2 separate regions of the Mus musculus genome follow, and region 1 is linked to region 2. The links are chromatin contacts, called in public promoter capture Hi-C maps. All regions are on one chromosome and are shown on one strand. Each heading gives the region's core, a stretch centred on a gene start, on an enhancer-like site or on the middle of the called end of the contact. The rest is flanking DNA. Distances are from core to core; before and after follow the strand shown.

Region 1 (5,621 bases), core at 1,321-3,820, 1.1 Mb before region 2:
CATGTGCACGAGCGTGCAGACACGTATCCGTTTAGGGGAAGCCTAGGCCTTGGTTTTTGAATGAATGTAATGACATTCCCACGGACACAATAAGATTCTTACCCTCACAGAACTGTGAGGCTCCTACACAAAGCTCTGACTAGAGAGACTAGGCAAACAGAAATCCTGATTCTCCCCTCCGTCCTACACTACCCCAGTTCCCACAAGCAAACCAGTGAGGGCGTAGCAGGCCATTCCACGCACCCCTGCACAGAGTCAAATCTAGGAGGCTTTTATTACCTTGGCTGTGGCTGGTCCCCTCCAGTTCAAGTACTGCTCTAGTTCTGTGCCCTTCGCCCGGGCCCTGGAAGAGTCAAACACTTTTCTTTTGGACCCTTGCATCTTGCCACAGACGGTGGAGTGTCTCTGCAGCCTGAGGGAAAGAAACGATCGTCCACAGTGGCTGCACTTGGCCAGCTCTGGCTCTTCTGTGGAGGAGCTGGACCCAGAGGAGCCTGGTGTCCCGGACCGACTTGACTCCTGCAGTGTACTGCCCAGCTCCTCTGCCGGTTGAAAGAACGCGTCTGCTGAGGGTCCTGCGTCTTGATCTCGGATTTTACTGTTACTGGCCATCAGTCTTTCCCTTTTGAGCTTTTGGAGTTCATAATCAGAGAGCTGGCGTGGACTAGGGTTTTCCTGAGCCTGATCACAAGTTTGATCCTCTCCCCTGTTTCTACTGAATACCTCAGACCTGAACTCTGGGGACAAGCAGGGTTTGTGTGGGGTGTCATGGTCACCATCTCGAACCCTCCTTCTAGGTAGTACCATCCTTTGTAGCTCTCTGTCTTCCTGGAAAATGGCCTGTTTCTTTTCCTTCTGCATCCTTCGAAGACCCTCCTCTGTCTTCTTCAGCTTTTCTTGTAGGAGAATCTCCTTTCTGCGGATCTCCTTCTGTAAACTCTCCCCTGCAGCTTCGAGCCTTTGGATCTGGGTCCACTCGGTCCTATGGAGCTCCGCCACGACCTTCTCTGCCTGCACAGAGGCAAGAAGAGATGAATTCACCCAGCTCCTTAAACCAAAGCTGTTGTCTGAAAACTCACTTGAGTCAGGGAGTCTTGGGTAGCCATTCTGGTCCCCGTCTGCGCCCGCATCACTTGTACTATGTGACTTCCGGTGGACCATGGGTTTCAGTGGGTAAGCCCGATCCACTCCCACTCGTTTCCTCCTAAAGGGAATGAAGTCCTGGTCATTTGCTTTGGGATACCGGGGTGTCGGACTAGACAAGTAAAACAGACCCTTTCCTTGGCCCTGGGCATTGTTCCCTGAGCCTTGCTGCCTGATTCCTGCACTGTGGGGACAGGAGTGCCTCCGGGCTTTTGTGCAGACGTTCCTTTTGGGGCGGGTGGAGACCTCGTCCTCCTGCTCCATTTCTGTGTTGCTCCAAAGCTTCGACTGGAAACTATTCCTCAAATGTCCCATCGAGGGCCGCTGGGAAGAGTCACTTTGTTCGTAAGGGTCGTGCTTAGCTGAGTGGAGTCCAGGAGCTTCTGTTTTATTATGTGGGAACATAACGCCCACAGGCAGATGTGGAGCCAACTGGAGACCAGCCATTCAGTGCCTGGACCGAAGCCTAGGGGAGATTTAAAGCAGATACATGTGAAGAATTTGTCTGAGGTTCACTCCCGGCTGCTAGAGTAAACTGTTTGTCCATTTGCCCTACCCACATTCCCTTTAAACGTTTCTCGGGACTGTGGTGTTGGCTCTGCCAGGACATTCTTTCAATAAGCATTTAGGGAGTGATGGTTATGTGCCAGGCCAGACATTGCTAAGCCCCGAGGACCAAAGAATGGACGTGACACAGGTGTTCTGCCACTGACTTTCCTCCAGGCCTGTAGATGACCTGCTCTACACCATTTATGGAATGGGTGGGAAAAGCTTTAGATAGAAGGTCGTCCGTGACACAAAACAGGCAACCTGCTCTTACCAGCCCCGGGTTCTTGTAAATTGCAGAGGCCGCTCTGAGTCCAGTCCCACGGTTTTACGGGGTGAGAACAGTGGCCTGGCGACAGGGCCTGGCCCAAAGCACTCCCTGGACTTTCCCCTTGCTACAAACTACAAAGAGCACGAGCCACCCGGGCCTGAAGCAGGTGCCCGGCTGTCAAGCCCTCATGCAAAGATGCTCTATGGCTCAAACCGCACCAGGCTTGTAAAGAGAGTGTGTTGGGAGAGGGGGTGACAGACACCTGAGCGCCCCAGCCCGCTTTGGATCCGGAACTCCAGAGTCATGTTCTGTCCCAGAGGGTCAAACGGGAGTCCTTACTGGGACCCGGCCTCTAGGGATAAACTCTCACTCTCCAACCCCTCGGGAGGTCTCAGTATCTCCCCTTTCGGCGTACCTGAGGCGCTCGGGGGCCGCTCCAGCTCAGGGAAAATCCCCAAGACCTAGTTTTCCACACCTGACTAAACCCAACCGCCGTCCACGCAGGCGCTCTCTGTCCACCTCTGTTATCCCGTTGCCTGGAGACCAGAGCACCGCCTCTGGTTGAGAACTTTTAGCTCCAGATGTGCGCAGGCGCAGTCCACAAGCAATCCGAAAGCCGCCGGGGCAGATTGGGTTGGAGGGACGGAGGGAGGTGGTGGAGGGAGTGCGGGGAGGTGGGGAGGGAGGTGGGGAGGGAGGTGGGGAGGGGAGGAGGGAAGGGAGGTGGAGTACGGGTGCAGTCGGGTCACTTGTCGAGGTGCAGCCAACTCCGCAGCTCAGATCAGCGTTTCCCTTGGGGAGGGGTTGGAGAGGTTTTTCTGGGGCTACATCAAAGAAGAACTTGGATTTCTCCGAGAATGAAGCTCCCAGACCTTAGGGTGTGCCCTTGTCTGGAGAAGGGTGGAGCCCCTAGATGGGCTGCGGAATCATCCCGCCCCAGGATTCGGGAGTCTGTCCAGCTAGCGGGAGTGGGACTGCTGATCACCCTTCTGAGTGCGCTCGGCTACTGCGCTCAGGCCCCAGGTAGGGCTATGTAAGAGCTCCAGGCTACATGCTCCGGGCTGTCTTCCCTCGCAATGCTTTGGCGCTTGCTATTATATTAGCTTTACTATTATTTCACTACGTGTTATAGTCCCAGGGTAGTTTCTATGGCCAATCTAATCATTTTGCTATTATAACGTTTCACTCTCACGTGACCGTTACTACTTAGGGCCCAGGAATGACTCAGCCAAAAGTAACAATAATAAAGTTAACAACCAGATCAACAGTAATGAACATAACTTGATTTCAACATTAAATGGTCCTCTGTAACTTTTTGACAACAGAAGAGAGTTTATTTGTCTTCTTCGTGCTTCAGTTCATTTGGATAAGCTGTTTTGGAACAGATAGCTCCGTTTTTCTTGTAACTACACAGAAGATTCGAGCACGTGGGAAATAAAGTAGACAGCAGTCTCGTTAATACAACAGATCAGATGTCAGCTTTTATGCGCTACAAAAAAAAATTCCTTGGTGGACTCTCTAGGGCAGATTGTCAGTCATTCTTTTCATTCCCAGTTGGCTCTTCGGCCTTCTCCACATTGCAGAGGTTTCCCACGGACTAGGACCCTGCCTCAGTCAGCTTCTATGGGTTTTCCCATACATCTTTTCTAACTCGTTTCCATACTCTCCCCCTGAATCTCTAGTGTTCAAGTATACATAACTTCCTTGTGCAAGAAAAGTTCCCCTTCCCATCCCTGGGTCTGTCTCTCTCTGTGTTAGGATCCCACTGGAGTCTCTTCTGTTTTGTTTTGTTTGCTGTTTGTTTTGAGACAGGCTCCCTATTTAGTCTATGGTTAGCACTAGTTAGTCCTCCTGCCTACTTAATCCTCTTGTCTCAGATTCTCCCAGGCTGGGTATAGGCATATAGGCCTTTCCTCCCTCCCCCCCCCCCCCGCCCCCACGCACACGCACACAAGAAAGAGAGAGGAAGAGAGAGAGAGAGAGAGAGGAAGAGAGAAACTCCGAGGTCTATGTGAATATATGCCTTGTGTGTGCAGTGCCTGGGAAGGCCAGAAGATGGCAATGGAACCCCTAGACCTGAAGTCATGACAATTGAGAGCTACCTAACAGGACACCTCAAGTTCTTTTTCTTTCTCTCCTTCTCCGTCTCCTCTCCCTCCTCCCCCTCTCCCTCCCCCTCCTTTATTTTGCTTTGGTTGGCTTCTTTGTTTGTGTTTGTTTTGTGGTTGGTCTGGAGCTCTCTACATACTCCAGGCTAGCCTTGAACTCAAAGAAATTCTCTTGCCTCTGCCTTCAAAGAGCTGGAGTTAGAGATGTGCAGCATGTCCAACACACCTCAGCTGATTGCAAACTCTACACACTTACACAGCTTTTCCTTATCTTTCCTCTTTGTTCTGGCCCCTGTGGTCTGGCTCTCTCTCTCTCTCTCTCTCTCTCTCTCTCTCTCTCACTACGCAGCTAATAGAGTCCTTCTCGGGCAAGCTTCTATTTCTGGAGCCTGTTCACTCAGCAATATTGATCATCCACTCCCTCAAGACTCAGTTCTCACTACTCCTGTGTCCTCTTGGTTTCTTTTTCTCAGTCCTGTTCCATCTATTTAAGGTTTCTGGCATTTATATCTTCTGGCATTTATGCAATAAGTATATTGGAATATACTTAACTCCCTTACTGGCCTTCTAAGTTTAGATATTCCCCTGAGTGCTCCTATTTTTGATGTATATGCAGTTCTGCAGTTCTAAGTAATCTCTTCCTTATGATTTTTATTAGATCTGAAATTTGGGGGCTCACTCTTGTCTAAAATATGCCCTGCTTAGCAATAGTGTCTCTCCAACTATCCGCCTGGCACCTCCTCATGACAGTTCCTTAGGAGCCCTAGATTCAGTGTGATAGACATTGATCATCTCCCCATTCTCTGTCTGCTGTTTTCCTGGTTCATGCCCGCTCACCCTCAAAGCTGCTTCCTTTGCCATCTCTTCCAAACGACCTACAAATGCTATTGAGTCTACATCTGCCAGTTTTCTCATAATAAGTGGCATCCTCTCTTGTTCTGCCTGTGTTAATCGTTGGAGTGGCTTTACCCCCCTCACCATCAGCATCTGCTCCCTAATTCTTGCTGTTGTTCAGATGTTGATTCTAAACCTTCTTTCTCAGCTTCGTTGATTAGCAGGACCGAGGCTTATCAATCAGTGTTAGAACGACAGTGGGGGTCTAGAGAGATGGCTCAGTGGTTAAGAGCACTGACTGCTCTTCCAGGAGTTCTGAGTTCAATTCCCAGCAACCACATGGTGCCTCACAACCATCTGTAATGGGATCCCATGCCCTCTTCTGGTGTGTCTGAAGACAGTGACAATGTATTCAAATACATAAAAAATAAATCAGTGGTAAGATGTATACTTAGAATGCACAAGGGTCTAGATTCCATTACCAAGCAGTAACAACAACACACACACACTACATACACACACACACACACACGCACACACACACACACACACACACCACACACAGGGTGGGGGGGGGGGAGAGGAGCAGGTGAGGGAGAGAGAGATCACAAATAAAAAAGTATAGATAGTACTTTGGCAACACATATACTAGAACAGAATTGATACTGAGATCAGCATAGCTGCTGTTCAAGAATAAAACACAAGTTTTCAAAGTGTGT
Region 2 (4,869 bases), core at 1,431-3,930:
TTTTTTTTCTTTATGTTCTGTTGTGCAGAGGAGGAGTTACCATCATCGCACACGTGAGGTTGTCCTTAGGCCCCCCACTGTCTTATGTGCTGGCTTTTATGTTAGAAATCTGCAGCTGTTCGACAACTACCCTAGAAGAGCAGCATGGCTGGGGATGCCGTAGTAGTTCAGTGTTTGAGATCCTTGCTTAGCATGCACAAGGGACTGGGTTCAGTCTGTAAGTAACACACGCACACACATCCTCACAAACAGATCGGCTTGAGATAACAAACATTTCTCATTGTTTTTACCATTTCTGTGAGTCAGGCATCCAGGTAGCTTAGCTGGGACAGGTTATTGGGTTTTGGTGGTGTGGTGGCGGGTGTTTGTTTGTTTTCTTTTTTTCAAAGAGACAGGGTTTCTTTGTGTAGCTTTGGCTGTCCTAGAACTAGCTTTGTAGACTCCGCCTACCTAAAGCCATGCGCCGTCACCTCCACTGCTGTTGCTATTGAGATTACTGTTAAACTGATTCCTGGGCTAAGAGACTTTGGAAGGCTTGGATAACATGGGATATGAGCGAGACATCCCTTTCCAATCTCACTCAAATGGTTGTTGGTAGGTCTCTCACTTCCTTTGCCAAGGGCTGTCTAAGAACACGATGGTTGTCTTCCCTTCCTTGCAAGGAGCAAGGTAGACTGAGACACAGAGACAACCCAAGCTGCAAGCCATAGCTTTCTCTATAACCCAGTCTCACAGATGACATCACATTTCTTTTGCCGTATTCTGTTTGTTAGAACTGAGTCAGTAGAGTTAGGGACGAGAGCTTGTGTAAGGGTGTGAACGCCAGGCGGCAGAGATCATTGGCAGGGAGCTGTCTACCACATCCTCCACACAGGGTCCTGAGACTTCCAGCAAATGCCACACTAGGCAAGGACAAAGCATTGTGTATGTGCTGATGTGAATGTCAGGCCTTCACACATTGTGGGCTCTGCTAATTACTCCTGGGCATGCAGAAACACTGAATATTCATGAAGTTACCACAGAGGATTTAGAATTACAATACTGAACAACAACAACAAAAAAATACTCCATTCCAGTCTTAGCAAATACGGAGTAACACTGTTTTCTTCAGAAGCCTGGTCATTGCTGTAAGGAATTACTTCTATTCCAAAATCAAAATGAGGAGTACCTCCGCCATACCTTCACTCCATCATATGATGAAATAATAAAATGTCAAAGAGTTATACTTAAGTCTATAACATACTTACTTCTTAAGACAATATTATTTTCCATTCACTGCACTTTTTGTGTTTGTAATGTAATAGTAATGTCTCGGTAAAAGGCAGACCCCAGTGCACTGGTAGCTGCAAGATGAAGGAATTCACGCTGCCAGGAGAGCTTGGGTCAGGGTCTACATGCTTCTCATCTTTGGGTGAGCCTGTGGCTTCTCTTGAGGTATTAAGCAGACTTGGGGTGAGGGTATCCCCACATGTTGTTTTCCATTAATCTTACATCACCTTTGACACAAAACCTGTACTCAAGCAGAGGGCTTTCTGGGCTTCAATGAGGAGATGGGAGGTCTGGGAGATATTATCAGGCCAATGTGTTAGTAGGAGTAGTTTGGAAGTGGGAAAGGGAAAATTTTGTCCAGCTTAAGTGGACGTCTCTGAATGGCCTTTTATGGGTCCCTGTTTTCCAGAGCAAGCTTCTGCCTCACTAAACGTTTCTGTTAGGAAAACCTTGCCCTGCAGTTTTGGCTGTCTCCTCCCCCCCCCCCCCCCCCCCCCACACACACACACAGCAAAGGCTAGCCTAGTCCTCTCTCCAACCTAAGGGAATTAGGAGTCTTTCTTTGGGCACTGCTGTGTAACTGCTTTCTTACTGGTCGCCAGAGGCTCAAAAGGCAGCTCTCTGTTGATGTTAGTTTTAATACGCCGAGAAAATTTATTTTGGGCAGTGATAAACTTCAAAATTACTATTGCCTGAAGCTCCTGCGTCCAGGATCCACCTTGTAAAATCACTTCTGGCTAATGATGACACCCGAACGCACCAGGCTCCAGAGATTCTGAGACTTGAGTGCACAAGGAAGAGGTGGGGATCTGAGAAGAAAGGGAACAGAACGACTATTTCCCAGACCCGACGTGGGTGATGACATAGTTCCTGAAATACAATGCATGGTAACATCGTGTACAAGTGCCACCCGGGGAAAGCCACTGACAACTGTGCAGACCTGTAAGGGACATGAGGACGGGAGATTGGAGTTTGGCCTAGCATTATTCAGGGAAATAGTACACTGCTTTCACACATGTCCTCTCTAGTCCAAATAACAAATGAAATGAAAACCTTTATTATCTCTCCCCTCTCTCCCGACTGTATGTGTGCGCGCGCGTGCGTGGGAGGAGGAATGTAGGTGGGGGACTTTTTCCCCTAGGGTCCCTTGAACTCAGCCCCTAGGCTCCAACGCCACCTTTTAGACTCAAGGGAGAGCAGGAAGTCTCCGATCGCACTTTCCCCAAGAGCAGAGTGAGGGTAGGGACGAAGCTTCCACAGCCGCTGCAGCACCGGGAACCGAGGGTCTGGCTGGGGGCCGCGCGGAGGCGCGCGGAGCCGGGGCGCGGGCGGGGCAGGAGGCTGCAGAGCCCTGCGCGCCGCCGCGCGAGCTGCTGGGTCACAGCCGGGACCGCGCCGCCTGCTCGGCGAGGAAGTGACGACTGCGCCGTCCCGAGAGCAACAAAGTTTGAGTCTGCTGGTCGCGCTCGAATTGCGTCCCGCGCCCCCTCGGAGCTGCCCAGGGATCCAGCGTGCAGGTGAGTCGCGGGAGCCTGGTGGCCTTCCCGCCGTGGGGGGCGCCGACGTGGAGCTCGGGGCGGGAGGGGGGATCCGGAATTCGTTGGGGTTCGGCGGCGCGGGCCGGGTCGTGGGACGCTGGGAGTGGGGGTGCAGGAGAGGGACAGGGTGGCGGAGATCTCGGCCGGTGTTGCGCCCCTGAGGTGGTTGTTTTGACTCGGGACTTAGACCGGCCTGGCTGCAGCCTAGCCCTCTCAGGGAGCCACCCCTGAGCGCAGCGATGCCGGGAAGGGGCCTCCCCGGACCTGCGACCGGAGCCAGCCCTACACCCCGCGCCCCATCTCTTCGGGTTGCGTGCAGCTGCTTTTCCAGCCCTTCCCGGTGTTTCCCCGGGAAACGTTCCCTTCCTCTACGCCGCCCTCCACCAGGTTTCAGGAAGGAAGTTACAGGAACTTTCCCTCTACTTTTGTTTGCTCGGCCTTGCAGTGACGAAGAGCAGAGCAACTCAGAAGTTTGGGTCAACAGCCCTATCCATTTCCAACCAGCAAAACCCGAGTTGTCCCCCAGGCCTCCTTGAAACGAGCCCCTCCCGACTCTACACTTTTCCTCCCTCCCTCCCAAGCCCCGAACCCAACAGTAAGCTCTCTAAGGCCTAACACTTTGCAATTTAGCCATAAAAACTGTCAGCACACCCACGTACATATGTGAGTGTTTTCTATATAAAACCCAGAAAGCCGCTTCCAGTGGACTCCGTGGCATCTTGTTCTTTTCTGTGTTCTAAAACGGCTAGGGCTGCAGGAGTTTGCCTGGGAACTTTGATGATGGTTCCCCGCCGCCCGCCCTCGGTAGCCTCGTGCTTCTGGGTCTTTAAAGAACAGCTGAGAAGTTTATGACATCTTTGCATAGTTGCAGGGGTCTTGGCGTGGCCCAGCAGCTGGCGCCAGGGCTCCTTGGTTTGTGCCTGAAGCTGTAGCAGCGGCGGGGACAGGGCGATGTGTGCAGGAATGTGTGTACAGGCCGTGGACAGTTGGAGATGGGATGTCTAGAGCTTGAATAGTGCAGTCCCTAGCAGCAGCTTTCTGCCGGTCTGTAATTACTGCGTGATTGCACAGTCAGGCTTTGTTGGCGTGGATGTTTATACACACGCTATTGTGCAAGCTCTTGGTGGTGGTGAACAAAACGCAGATTTGCATTGCAAATGCTTAGGACAGATCTGGGCCTGAACTGCTGTTCTCGAATTCTTCTTACCCTTTAACTTTTGCTGGATGGTTGTTTCCTTGCCTCTCCCTTAACCTCCGACAGCTTGCTGATCTCCTGAGAGTCTGGCTACTCAGGAAAGCAGTCTCTCTTTACTATTTACTACAGAATAAATATCTTAGGCAGCCTGAGCATTGTGCCAAGAACTGTACCTTCACTTGTCCTGAGAAAATGTGGGATGACGTCAGCAGGAAAAGGAGATAGGAGATGACTGTCCAATCCTGTCTTCACGGAAGGGCTGTTTGAATGAGCAGAATTGCAGGATTGGGGCTAGCTATAAAGAGGAGTCACAGGTCATGTATGTCTGAGCTGGCCGGGCAGACTTTGAGCCTTGAAGGATCAGCTGCAGACATTTAGGTGGGTCCTAATTCCTTTATTGTGTTCTGGGCAAAGGGGAAGCATGCTTAGTGGGTAAAGGAAATGTGCCAGGCTCTGAGACTATGTGTCTGTGTGGCCGATGGGTGTGGGGTTGAGGGTGACTCACATGTTTTCTGTAGTGTGGTCCCTACACCTACTTCCCTAGTACTGTCTACAGGGACAGGGGTCTTCATATCTATCCAAATTCTGCCCTGCAGGAAGCAGGCTGTCTTAGCTACTTTTCTAGTGATGTGAAGAGACACCGTAACCAAGGCAACTTATAAATGAAAGCATTTAATTGGGGACTTGCTCACAGTTTCAGAGGGTGAGTCCAGGATCATCATGGCAGGGAGCATGGCAGCAGGCAGGCAGGCATGGCGCTGGAGCAGTAGCTGAGAGCTTAGATATGATCAATCCACAGCAGCAGGTTTGGGGGCGGGGGTGGTGTGGGGGTGGGATCAGGGGCACTGAGCCCAGTATAGGCATTTG

The links. Capture Hi-C pulls out chosen DNA fragments and counts their contacts.
Region 1: a contact with region 2 is called in a promoter capture Hi-C map of adipose tissue, with 2.3 times the contacts expected there. The contact joins the promoter of Zc2hc1c here to the promoter of Mideas in region 2. A contact is called at or near these places in 1 of 39 promoter capture datasets (liver) and 1 of 9 other capture datasets (adipose tissue).

Annotation. Positions count from the first base shown.
Region 1 is chr12:85,285,540-85,291,160 of GRCm38.p6, reverse strand. Zc2hc1c (zinc finger, C2HC-type containing 1C) reads right to left here and starts at 2,570. Exons shown (of 3, transcript NM_172414.4): 1 at 2,376-2,570; 2 at 280-1,609. The coding sequence starts at 1,590. It also overlaps a transcript of Acyp1 not described here.
Region 2 is chr12:84,216,692-84,221,560 of GRCm38.p6, reverse strand. It overlaps Mideas (mitotic deacetylase associated SANT domain protein), which reads left to right and starts at 2,680. Exons shown (of 13, transcript NM_001163501.1): 1 at 2,680-2,786. Gm46319 (synapsin-1-like) reads right to left here. Exons shown (of 3, transcript XM_030247050.1): 2 at 2,447-3,411; 3 at 1,909-2,078. The coding sequence ends at 1,997.